Regions from separate parts of the Sus scrofa genome. Here region 2 is linked to region 1. A link is a contact called in public Hi-C data. All regions are on one chromosome and are shown on one strand. The core of a region is the stretch at or near the end of the contact, and the rest is flanking DNA. Distances in the headings are between cores, read along the strand shown.

The links. Hi-C and Micro-C count contacts between places; a contact is called where the count stands out from the background.
Region 2: a contact with region 1 is called in a Hi-C map of fetal skeletal muscle, with 2.1 times the contacts expected there. The contact joins the promoter of VGLL4 here to the enhancer-like site in region 1. A contact is called at or near these places in 7 of 47 Hi-C or Micro-C datasets (alveolar macrophages, embryonic fibroblasts, epiblast stem cells and 4 more).

The regions. Positions count from the first base shown.
Region 1 is chr13:67,522,792-67,525,314 of Sscrofa11.1, reverse strand. All of the region lies in intron 18 of ATG7 (autophagy related 7), which reads right to left. Among named protein-coding and RNA genes, the nearest start is that of ATG7, 110 kb to the right of the region's middle. Within about 2 kb of position 1,259, at least 6 of the 83 cell types and tissues checked have an H3K27ac peak or open chromatin away from gene starts, as enhancers often do. A contact at or near this core is called in fetal skeletal muscle, where this site is marked.
Region 2 is chr13:67,871,856-67,874,378 of Sscrofa11.1, reverse strand. VGLL4 (transcription cofactor vestigial-like protein 4) reads left to right here and starts at 1,260. Exons shown (of 7, transcript XM_021071114.1): 1 at 1,260-1,330.

The DNA of each region.
Region 1 (2,523 bases), core at 10-2,509:
GGGCCACAAGATACGAAGTAGCTGATCAAGAGACTACACAGTCTCAGAGTCGCGTAACAAAACCCAGTGATGGATCAGCCCATGTACCTCCCTTTACTTACTACAGTTGAAGAAAGTAAGTCCTCAGAGAAAGGGGGCTGCTTTCCTAAAGCTAAACAGAGAGGTCATTGCGGGGCTGGGGCTGGCTGCAACCTACATCCCCCAAAGTCTCACCCAGGAGAATGTGGGAACAGTACCAAAGAAACTCAGCAAGGATGCCTTCCTAGGATCTGCAGGTACATTTCTGGGGCTTCTTGAAGCCCATGAAATTGTCGGCAAAATTGTGTGTGCCTTCCATTTGGGGGAAGGGGAGCAGGCTTTCATCCGTCTGGACCAGTTGACTTAAAAAAATTAAGAACCACTATGTCAAGCGTTGGGCTTGGGGAAAAGGCTACAAGTGAATGAGAGTAATTCCAAATTAAAAGGAACCCAGATTCTCAATAACCTGAAGACTGTTCTTGGGCCAGGCAGCCAGTAGAACCATCTAAGGAGAACACAGCCCTAAATTTTCTAGCCTGGATGGTAAAAGAGATTCTATAAGGAAAAAGGCATGTGTTTAGACAAGGGAGGCATGTCTTTGTGACTTCAGGTGACAGAGGCAGGAGTAAGGAGCATGAACCTTAATGACTGATTAGGTGGCCTCAGAAGACAGGTCAGAAGTAACCAGTAAGGCTGAGTTCTCTGGAATTCCAGAAAAGGTTTTGGTGGTAGTAGTCATCATGAACCATGATGGGAGGTTTCTGCAGCTTCTCAAAGCCAAGACAGCCTTGACTTTCAATCAGGCCTTTCACTATACCTGCTTCTGAACAGTGAGCCCAGAAAGGGTGCCACACACCCTGGGAGACCCAACGTGATCACAGGGGTCTTTGTTTTCCTCTTATTCCTAATGTCAACATCAGTCCCAGGAGTGGGCAAAGGCCTTGGTACTTGGTCACGGGGAACTGGATACACGTCAGCCATTGCAATTTCCCTGGGAAACAGAAAATATTTTCCCCACTCTATGGATGAGGAAATTGAAGCAAAGGGAGAAATGTCCAAGGTTTTTCAAGGAGGTGAAGAGCCAAGAGCTCTGAGGTTAGAGCTTGTAGCTAAATACTCCACACTGGCTCTGGATGGATATTCCATCTTCTTTTGGGAACCAAGCGGTTCTGGAGATGGGGGAAACACTAGTTGCTAAGGACAAGATGTGGGATAACAGTTTACACCACACAATCGTACATATGGAATCCATCACACATTAAAACAGAAGACTTGAGCTCTCCCTGGGTAAATGAGATAGAAAAAGAGAACCTGGGGGTTACTCATCATTTTCCAGATCAGAGATTTATGTGCCTTTTGGAAAAGAGAAGGAAAATCTGGCTGCAGCCCAGTTTTGAGCAATATTTGCCACTGAGAAGCTGTATGCAAAAATTCCTGGCACAAGCTTTGGAGAGCTCTTCCGATTGGGCTCCAGCCAGTCCTTGTAAATGATTGAGATTTAAAACCCTATCAAATCAGAGCAGAGAGTATCCTTGAGGCAGCCCCATAAACCCCTCTCTCTAAAGCTCATTTCAAACCTACAATAGGAATGTTCAGAGAGGACAATTATCTGCACATACCCATGAAATACAGATTTTTTTTTTTTTAAGCCAAGAAGGGTAGATATCCACATCTAACAATAATCTGAGTGGCTGGAATGTAGTTGATTACTTCTTTATAGTTAAATATATTTTTTGATTTTTCTGCAATGAAAATGCATTGCTTGTGGAATAAAGAATTAAATAAAAGTAAGTAAAGGAAATATAAACGCTAGTAACTTTGAGCATCAATAGAGAGCCAGGGCTTATCTCATCCGACTGACTCATTTAACAAAAGAAGAAAGGGAGGCGGGCAGACGGGGATGGGGGGGTGCACCTTGCTTGTGGCCAGCAGGGGATGGAGAGCCAGGGCCTGGAAATCCCCTGACTGCCTTCCTGCACCCCCCAACCCTTGGGGCCTCCCCTCCCCAACCGCTACAGCTGCTGGATTCCTTAGGCTAGGAAACCCCCTAAGCCTGTGCTAGGTGAGAAAGTTTTACATGGAATTATAAAATTCAAAATAGCAGCCTTAAGTGTTAGAAAAAGTACGTCAGACTCCAGCTCAAGAAGAGCTGAAATCAAAATGGCACTCGCCAAGACAAGAGGACAATTAGAACTGAATTACGTGACCCAGACTCTGTCACAACTGCTACACAGGACAATGGCATCAACACTGTTTGCTGGCCTCTGGCTATCAAACACATGACCCCCATGCCTGGGGGACCTTCCTCTTGCCCTCTCTCCCATGAATTTCTACAAATTCCTATTCATCCTCTAGCATTGACCTAGAAGACACTGCAAGGCCTCTCTGGTCTTTCCCATTCACAAAGTCAATAGTACAGGATACCGGACCAAGAGGATGGACCCTGCCTGCAGAACTTAACAGAGTGTTAGGGAGATGTTGGTTTATAGGTCTTACTCTCTAGAC
Region 2 (2,523 bases), core at 11-2,510, 350 kb before region 1:
TTTTTATAAATGTGTAGTTGTATTCATATTGCTATCATTATTCATTTGCATTATCTAGCTAGATCATTTTCCTATCCCTCCCGGATTAAGCTGGGTGTCTGTTTACAAGGTGCCCAGCAAGACTGGATTTAAGGCAGGAAGAGAGAAGGAGGAATATGTGAATATTCACCAAATATCTTGCCTGGCTGGTTTTTAGTCCCTGCAACAGCTCTTCAAAGAAAAAACTGCCTCTGTTTTACAGACAAGAAAGCTGAGCTTGATAACATGCCCAAAGTCCCGTAACAAATAGAGGTGCCGTTTGGATTCAAATCCAGGTCTGTCCAAATCCCTTTCTCTGTTGTCATACTTCCTGGATGAAAACCTTCCAGAATGAAATCTTTCCTTTATGATCTTTCACAGGAATTTTTTTTTGGGGGGGGGTCTGAGCCTATTAATGAACTAAAATGGAGTCCAAATAAAAATATCTTAGGGGAGACTAGGAGACTTCCCAGCTTGCATCTGTGAATTTTCATCTGGGGATCAGGAAAACAGGAGCACCTATGCTTGGGTCAACCTGTCACTTGGGCTGTTCTGTCTACACTGGCCCTGTGTGGACCAGAGGAGAGAGCTTTTCGGGGTGGGGTGGGGGGGTTCACCCAGGGTTGCAAGAAGGCTGTGCTGGTTCAGGTAATGCCTCTCTGTGGTTTAGGTAAACCCAATCTCACTGTAAAATGGAACTATTAGTACCTGTCCTGTTCCTCGAGGGCGGCTAAGATCAAATGAGATAATAGGCCTTGACTTGATAGAACTGGATGAGGTAATAGATGGGGAAGGCATTTTCTCCCAGCACTAATATAAGCTGGTATTTGTTTTTGTTATCATTTCCCTCTCAGCAGAGCCTTCTGCCAGGGAAAGCCCTATAGTAGGAGCTCCTAAGAGTGACTGAGGCTTGAGAACAGCCAGAAGGCAAGCAACATGAAGCCATTTAAAGCAAACCAGAGGAAGTCCAGTGCTTGACTATTTATTTTATGAAGTTAGGGGCTGGATATGTTAAGCAAATGTTTTTTTAATTGTGGCAGTATGAGAAAACAATGGGGCAAGGGCTGCGGGGGACCGACCGGCAGTGTCAGGCCTCCACCCCTCCTACTCCCACCCCAAAATCTCTAGAGAATGACAGGAAAAATTAAAGACGGGGCTTTTCTTTTCGTGGTCACATGTCTACGCTGCTGCTGTAATAAGAACCTGCACCAATTAGAAATGTTTCACCTTCTCCTCTCCGCCCCTCCCCGGGCACACTTCGGAGCAGACCGGGTTGTGGACTCCAGGAGTTTGCCAAACACAGCAAACACTGGTGTGTGAGCGGCTGGAGGGGCTCTTTCCACTCTGATCTGTCTCCCTTTCTCCTCTGTTCCCTCGCGTCCACACTGTTTTGATTTACTAGGACTTCCTCCTCCGGGCGAGGGAGGGAGGGGGTTGGAAAGGCGCTGCCGAGCGCCTGGGGTGTGTGTGTGTGTGTGTGTGTGTGTGTGTGTGTGTGTGTGTGAAGTGTGGAGTGTAAAATGCTGTAATGGGAGGCAGCCGAGAGGCATCTGAGTGCCTGGGACTGCAGCGGCCCTTCTGATCGCGGTGGCACCTGAGCACACACTTCCCCAAGCAAGTGTGACCTGTCCCTTCAGGTACGTGTGGCCGCCGGCCTGGCTGGGCAGGGTGTGTGCGGGTAACAAGCGGTCGAGGCAGTGCCCCAGGTCGGTGGCCTATGGAGCGTGGAGCCCAGGGAGGCGGAAGACGCCTGTGTTTGCGGCGCTCCGGCGGCTGAGCGAGTGTGAGCATCGACCCCAGGGCGCCCTTCCAGGGGCCGCTTTGTGAACAGGTGTGTGTAAGAGGCGGGGACGCGTGCGGGTCTGTAGCCGAGCGCCGCGAAGGTGCTGCAGGTCCGGCTCCAACGCGCCGGCACTTGGCCGGCTTCGTGGCCCTTAAGGGGCCGCGAGCCCAGCGGGTCCGGAGTCTGGCTCGACCGTGGATGTCGTGCTCACGTGTGCTGTGTCCCCCGGGTGCGAGAGCCTACTGTGTGCGTGGGGGGCCGTGCCTGGCGCGCACCAGAGGTTCGCCTGTGTTTGTGCGTGTGCACCAAAGGTGCGTCCCCGCTGCCTGGGCCTTTGGGATCTGGCATGTGTCACAGGCTGGTACAGGCAACGCGCGCTGGGTCCGCGCGCTCCCCGAGCGCAGCCCAGGGTCTCCGCCGACATTGGCTGCAGGAGAGCGTCGGCACCCGCGGGCTGGGTGCGAGCCAGCTGCCGCGCGGCGGGCGGGGGAGGGGAAACGAGCCTCTGTCGGGCGTGTGAGGCCCCACCCCCGCCTCCCTGAAGGCTCACCTGGACCCGGCCCCCACCTGCTGGGCGGGAGGGGCGGGCCCGGGGGCGTGGCCTGACGGGCCCGCTGAGCCCGGCGGAACCCGGGTGAGGGCGGGCGGCGCCTCATTCCAGGGATTCCTCTCGCTCCCGCGCTCGCGTCCGCGGCGGAGCCGGCTCGGCGCGCGCTGCCCGC